Regions from separate parts of the Larimichthys crocea genome. Here region 2 is linked to region 1. Evidence: chromatin contacts called from public Hi-C data. All regions are on one chromosome and are shown on one strand. The core of a region is the stretch at or near the end of the contact, and the rest is flanking DNA. Distances in the headings are between cores, read along the strand shown.

Region 1 (3,974 bases), core at 467-2,966:
GGGGTATCCGCACTATATTACACGGTATACCAAATGTAGCGTTACACCTGTTTATAAACTAATCTTTTCCTTTTTTAAATTGTGTTTAAATGCGATAAACTATGCGGGATATTTAAATAGATATTTTTTCTTGAAGTGTAAACTATTTGTCTCCTCAGATATATTTTCATAACCGGCAACGTTTAGCCTATTAAGCACTAGGTGGCGCTATGTGAACACAAAAGTAGGGCAGCTAGTCTAATATTAGAATCTGAGACTTATTATAAGCAAGTGTTTGACTTTGGATTTTTTTTAGTGCATAACAAATATTAAGTAAAAACGGTAAAAACAAGATATAAATATATGTACAATATGTTTTTAAAATAAAAGAGCTGAACAGTTTGTGCAACAAGATGCAAAAATCATTTATATTTCGTCCAAAAGTTGTTAAATAAACAGTGTTTGTTAATGTAATGCACAGAGTCAGTGGACTTCATGTTAATGTGATGTGTAAGGTCTGTGGGGAGTAGGCTGAGAGCCAGTGTCAGTGTTGTGGCGTGAGATTTTGGTCAAGTGCCTCGCAAAGTTTGTGTCCAGAGTTTGAGGGGTCAGGCACAATCTCTCCTGCAGGCCTCAGGTAAGTTTAAGTAAAGTTGTCACATTCAGTGAAGACTGGCAGCAGCAGCTGAAGCATCAGTTGATGGGGATCCTCATTACTAATTATTAATAAGTAGCCAGAAATACATTTCCCCTCCAGTCTTTACATTGTTATACAGGTGACCACTGCCTGGTGCATGGTTCAGGGGTACTTTGCATGAATTTGTGCCTGTGGTTTGTGCACACCGTCTTCCTCTTTGTATTGGTTTTGCATGCATAAACAGAACCAACCGTACTTGATTATAATTGCAGGATGGGAGATTTATGTACATGAAACAAGTCTGACATGTTGTATGATGTTATAATCCTTTTCATCTACACTTTCTCTTTCGCAGTGGTGGAAGTCATTACATTTAATCAATACTGTACTTTAGTTCATCTCTCAAACCAACACAGAGACACTAATGCACATATTTATCTCTGCAGAACTTACTGCTACTGTAATACTCAACTTTCCGGTCTCTTTAAGTATAATTTAGCTCAGTTACAGTTACTCCAAAACTCAGCTGCTCGTCTGCTGACCAACCAGAAAGAGAGGATCTTTTTTTTTTTTTTAAAGATCCTTTTATTGGTTTATAAAGCTGATAATGGTCTTGCTCCCACCTGTTAACCTACAAACCCTCTAGGACCCTCAAGCCTTCTGCTTGTGGCCTTTTTAATTACATCTAAAGTCAGAACAAAACCCCCACAGTGAGGTGTCTTTTTTTTTTACTGTGGTCCACATCTGGAAGACCTGAGCAGATGATGTTCATATTTTTAAGAGCAAACTCAATAATAACAGAATAGTACATATAACAATTATATTATTATATAATCTGTAACCATTATTTATTTAGTTAGTTCGCCTGCCTATATATGTGTGTATACTCAGTGTCTATATATGTATCATATGATCATATTAATATATATACTAATATATCTATATATACATACTATATATATCTATATATATATGTGTGTGTGTGTGTGTGTGTGTGTGTGTGGAAAGAGCCACAGGTCGGACTCGAACCTTTGGCTTCCGCACCAAGGGCTGAACCTTCACACTGTCCACAACTTTACTTCACTTCCTCTTAAGACGTTGTGTTTCCAGCTGGATTGAGTAATACCTCCCGTTTATTTCAGGGTTTGCTTCAGTTCCTGTTACTTGATGGCTGAAACAGTTAGTGGAAAACATGCGGTGCAGTTTAGGGTGCCGTCTGCCAAGACAGACACAGTGAGGGCAGGTTTAATTCATCTCCTTTGCGCGTTTGGATACATTCCCACAGCTCCACATGCATTTTAAGGGGATATTTATTTGAGCTCTCGCACTGCGACGAAAGACATGTATTCCTCCCTCGCTCTTTTCATCCTAATTATAATCCCCTCTGCATGTAAACGTAAGTAAACCTTTTATATTATTTTATATTACTTCTGTTAGGTGAAGCGTTGTGTTAAAAGGCAGAGCTGCTGACTGTCGGATTCTGAACTTCTGGGAAATGCTCGTTTTGTTTTAGTTTCATAATCTGATGTCAGTGCGGGCTGCTAAAAATGGAAATAATTGCAATTTTGGTAGAAACCAAATTAAAATAATCCCTTCATCCAATCAGCATTTTACATTATTATTATTATTATTGTTGTTGTTGTTGTTGTAGATTAAACAGTCCGACACTAAATGTTATTAAAATTAAAATTAAAATGTATCATAGCTCCACCACAGAAGAGCCCAACAGAAAACAAGTAAGCTTCAATCAGAACAACAACATAAGCTCCAATTAAGCTTCCAAACTAGCCCAATTTGTTGACTCTCATGTTTGAGTCACAGAAGTAAGTGTTGATTAAAGGTATAAATAAAAGATAAAAGATATACAATGTATTGTAGTAGTGTATTTCGTATCTCAGGAACTGGACATGCCATATTGTGTACTAGTAAGTTCCACCACTATAAAAAGAAGTCTAGAAATTTGGTTCATGTTGTGCAAATGCTCAAGGATATGTCATTTCTAGATACCAGATTTGTGTTTGGATTAGGAAGTCATGCAACAGACAGAACATTTTTTTCCACTCAGATGTTTAGAAGAGTCTTAGAAGAGACTTAGAAGAAGGGTTCGGACCAAAGGAACAAGTGATACTGTGCGATCTTCTAGTCCAGTGCGTAACCACATACAATGAGCCCATCAGTTTACAACACAACACTAAATGACACCACAGCTAAGAGCTAAAGCTTCAACTGACTGACTGAATGCCTTAGAAGTCAGAACATCTCTACTGCAATGGCACGTCCACAACAGCTTTATACATTATTTTTTGTACTATTTCACTTCCCAGGTGATCCTTTTTTTATTAGATTTATTATATATATACATATATTTTAAATATCTGTATGGTCAAACAGCTCAAACCGTACAGTTAAAGTGTTTTAGGTGTACCTTAAATGTTCAACTTTTTCTCTGTGGTATTTTTTTCTGGTAGTGTTTGTAAGTTAAAACACATTTTTGAAACAAAGTCAAAAGAGACATATAAATATATAATTGTGAAATTACTCTACTGGAAAGCAGCAGAAAATCTCTCCTAAATGTTGGGTTCCAACTTTAGCTGCAGAGGTTTTGACAAAAACAAAACAAAAAAAAAAAACCCACAGACCACAGACACAACAGTTTATTGAGGCCAATGCTCTGTGCGTCATCTGCAAAGTAAAGCGAATAAAGAGTTGACTCTGAGTAAATAAATGTCAGTTGAATCTACTTTATCCTCGATACTAAACATATTTAATGGAATTAATGACTGGAAGAAACAGCAGATTACGTTGGTTTTCATGATTGTTGTAAGATTTCACCTCCTCTGGAGTTTAGTGGGAACATTTACACACACGAAAAAAACAAAATGACGTATTGTATCTATATGACCACACCTGGTGGCTTCAGATGGAACATATTTACTGTAATACATTAATCACTGGCTTGCTCTTAATTGTCTACCGAGGGCTTGAAGCTGAAATAAAACTGCAGTGTGTGCCTGCTACTTTTTTCCAAAAGTCTGGCCAGTGTAGCGTTACTGAGGGATAAACTTAAAGCCACGTTGTGTAACATTAAATTACAGATGTTTTCTTCATTTTAACAGACTTGTTATTATGTGAGTGGTGTCTCTGTCATTCCAAGTCTGCATCCTGTACGTCTGTTATTGCACCATGTACCACTATTTATTAGTGATGGGAAGTTCAGCTCTTTTCAGATTCTTTTGGCTCGGCTCCCTTCGAAGAGCCGGCTCTCAGATGGCTCTTCATTTAGTATTTAGCCTTCTATATTAGCCTAACTTCGCAATTGTGAATGATTTGTGTGCTATTAAGCAATTTTTCGTTAAGT
Region 2 (3,974 bases), core at 918-3,417, 130 kb after region 1:
GCAATCATACATACACGGTTGTTCGGATAGCGCGACACTGCCTTTCCTAAGGCTTATTGCATGAAACAACTTCATGACCTTTTCCGCAGATATCGTTGGCAGAAATGTAGGAATACAAAAGTCAGAACATTGAAGATAAACAGTGAAACAACACATGATCAAAACATTACTCCGGGAATGCAGTGAAACATCACAGTTGGATGCTCTCTGACAGTCAAAGTGCATCCGAGGGTGATGTTTTTCCTCCTGGGTTTAAGAAGCTGGATACTGGAAGATGATTACCTCAAGACTCCGTAGAATCGGAGAAACCCTGAGTAGAGGAAGTGAACCAGTGTTTTTCTCCTGTCAGTCCTTTGATGTTTCCAAGAACAAGGGATTTATCTGCCAGTTATTCTGCCACAGCTAATCAGTTAGCAGCGAGGAAGAGGGCTTTTATTTCGTGCCGCTCTCAGGTTTGAATCGCCGAGCGGAGCTCAGCTTTGATCTCTATCTAGTCCAGCAGATCAAAACAGTAAATAATGTGTTCTCTTTTCAGTTTGCCCAAAGATTGATGAGAATCAGCTTAAGATTTACAAGCAACTCAGCTGCTTACACTGACACGCTGCCAGTGTCAGTTTATCCAAAACACACATTAAACATCCATGTTTTTAGACATTTCTGTCATTTCCTGACCGTAAATGTCTCATTTTTGTGAATTCATTTCAGACAGCAGCCATGGCTGAGTGAAATTAATAATTATCCGTGATGATGATAGCCTCATTTCGGTCCCCCAAGTGGCACAAGGTTTTCATGCTCCGTGGCTGCAAAATGTCACATTAATGCTTCTATTGTGATTTAATCTATCACACTGCAGCCACTCAACTCCTGCCTTCTTGGCCTGGACCACTGATTTTGCCATTGTGTGGGACAGAAAAAAAAGAAAATTGCATTGAAACATTTGTATGGCCAAATGAAAAAAATGGAAATTAGATTATTTTTAATCAGTGAATTGACTCGTTTTTATTATGAAGTGTGCAAAGGCAACATTTGTTATTGTGATTCTTATTAGGATTTGGCGTGTTCATTTGTGGTGGTGTATGATCTGATTGAAACTCTTGATCATTGTAAAAAAAAAAAACATTTTACCGTAAAAAAACGCAGCTGCCAGAATTTTACCATAATAAATACGGTATGACTTCTTCTAATATTATGGTAAAAGGATATTAATCCTGTTGATTTCACATTTAAGGTCAGCGTTGCCATTACATATTACAGTACAGTCTGTCTTTATTCTGTATAAATTACCTTAAATGACCTGTTGTATAAAGAAATGTTTTGCCGTGAAATATGACTTCAAAAAAACAGCTGTTTTTACGGTAAAAAACTGTCAGTTGTTGCCAGAATTTTACTGTAATATAACTTTTTCTAATATTAAGGTAAAAGGGTATTAGTACTGCTGATTTCTCATTTATTTCATATTCCAAGTTTTTTTTTTTAATAAAAAAAAGCTGTTTTGCTGTTTAATTGACGTGAAAATACCATAATACCGTATAAGTTAAAGGTTTTGCTATTAAATATGATTGTGTTTTACTGTAATACTACTTTATTCTGTATAGATTCCCTTAAAATGCCATATAAATAAAGGTTTTGCCTTGAAATATGATTGTGTTCAGCTGGTCTATCCTGAGTAGTGCCATACTGAATATGTCTCCGGTATTTCTTTTGTATTTTCATCCAGCACACAATCAGCGACTCTCTGATTGAAAATAGTTGTTTTGGATGAGTAAATACAAAGAGCATGAAAGAGCTAATACATGTGAGGATGACTCAGCCCACATCATCTACATCAAAATGATGAAACCTGCTCCCAGTTCTCTGAGAATCTCAATTTTGGTTAATTATTCACACAATAAACAGACATGCACTGACTGTCAATGAATGTCTGGAGCCTCTCTATCTGCGTGTGATTGTCTACTCCAATTAAAAGTTACCATAAGAGAAAATGCAGCTTTATGTGCCTGCAAATTACCTCATGAACTGAGGAGATAAGATGGTTAATCAAAGCTTATCTTTGCGTGTGGTTTGTGCCGTGTTGATCACTGGCTCTTTGGCTCAGAGGAGCTTTGGGAATTCAAAATCCAGATCCTTTTTATAAGCCTCCACCACCACCACTGTCGTCTCCGTTGTTCCTGTGCGGTGCGCAGCTTGGGCAGCTTCATGGGTTGGGCAGAGAAAGCTATATGGAAACACGTGACAGGGCTTGTAGGAGCGACGCTTCATAAGTGTGGAGACTCGGAGAAAACGAGTGGAGAGAGACGCTGGAGCCAGCAGCAGCAAGAAGCAAGCAGCAGCAGCAGCAGCGGCAACCTGTCTCCACAAAGCTGGAGCGCACTCCAAGAACACTTCTACAGACATTTGAAAAAACTTACACGTAGAACTTGAGAAAAGAAACTAATAATTATGACTCTCATGGTGGTTTTATTTTAACCCATACACGCTGGTTGTCTCTCCTTTTATGTAAGATCTGTGTTGGTTGGATGATGCACTTGTGACTTGGATTAACGCGCGGTGATAAAGGGCGATTCTGCGCACTTGGAAAAATTATGTAAGGTAAAGATGCACTTTTCTTCTTTTAAACGGCTTTAAATCATTTCACTGTTTATATTAATACTTTAAATTATGTGTGCTGTTTGTCCAAGCATGGAGTAAGACTTCTTTTTTTTTCATTGTGCGGATTCCTGAATGCATCTTTGCGTTATTTTGTTTTGTTTTTTAATTTTTTTCACACCAGATTAACGATAAACCTACACTCCTGCAGACTATTAGACTTTCTAAATAGACTAATATTAAAAAAACTAATTCTGCATGTATTTGAATTATGTAATGGCAATCATCATTCTTTTTTTTTTATATACCTGTTTACTGTTTTTGATCAGAAATTTGATCATGCATGTTCTGTATATATTGATTTAATTACAATTAGTGTCTGTTTTTGTTTTGCAGTAGAGGTCTTAATAAATTGTAAATGCTTCTGCACCTCATAGAAAAGAGAGGCGTTTTTATTTGCGGCTTCATGTTTCTGGTTTCTATAAGTAGGTTTACTCGAAAAGTAAGCGTTCGGTGGTGAATCAATTTCTATGTGTTGATATTTGCATGTTGCACGATACAGTATTTATAAGTACACCAGCTCACAGAGGTCAGGTGTGGTTTTTGGAATAAGGAATAAAATCAATCGAAATATTTGCATTTTGAAATGTTCGCACTGCTGCAGACACTTTTCCAAACCAACATGTCTTTGTCGTTATTTTCGTAGGTTGTCCAGGTGTCTTAGACTGCCGTTGTACCCTCAGACACAGCCATGAAATCTGTGCTTGACGGTGTGGCGGACACCACCTTCCGGACTATTACATCTGGTTTACAGTATCTGGGCTCCAACGATGCAAACTATGACGACCCCCTGAATGATGCAGACTTCAAGGCGGGTTTCTCTCTGCAGAAGCCTCTATCTGCTTTCCGCAGCAACTCCTTCCCAGACAAAGTACCCCCAGACGAGGACCTCATCCTCAAAGGCATCCCCTTCTTCCCCACCAATGCCACAGACTTGTTTGGCAACAGGAGCACCTTCAGAGATGAGACTAACACTATACAATGTGGGGAGAACTTTATGGACATGGAGTGTTTCATGATCCTGACTCCCAGCCAGCAGCTGGCTGTGGCTGTGATGTCTCTGACTCTGGGTACCTTCACGGTGTTGGAGAACCTGGTGGTGCTCTGCGTCATCTTGCAGTCCCGCACCCTCCGCTGCCGGCCGTCCTACCACTTCATCGGCAGTCTGGCCGTGGCTGACCTGCTGGGAAGTGTCATATTTGTCTACAGCTTTCTGGACTTTCATGTTTTCCACAGGAAGGACAGCCCCAACGTTTTCCTCTTCAAGCTGGGTGGAGTCACGGCATCATTCACTGCATCTGTGGGGAGTCTTTTCCTCACAGCTATCG

The links. Hi-C and Micro-C count contacts between places; a contact is called where the count stands out from the background.
Region 2: a contact with region 1 is called in a Hi-C map of muscle, with 4 times the contacts expected there. The contact joins the promoter of cnr1 here to the promoter of LOC104934385 in region 1. A contact is called at or near these places in 2 of 7 Hi-C or Micro-C datasets (both in muscle).

The regions. Positions count from the first base shown.
Region 1 is chrXI:5,045,225-5,049,198 of L_crocea_2.0, forward strand. LOC104934385 (interleukin-31 receptor subunit alpha) reads left to right here and starts at 1,717. Exons shown (of 16, transcript XM_010750033.3): 1 at 1,717-2,012. The coding sequence starts at 1,958.
Region 2 is chrXI:5,176,810-5,180,783 of L_crocea_2.0, forward strand. It overlaps cnr1 (cannabinoid receptor 1), which reads left to right and starts at 2,168. Exons shown (of 2, transcript XM_019263275.2): 1 at 2,168-2,584; 2 at 3,293-3,974. The coding sequence starts at 3,338.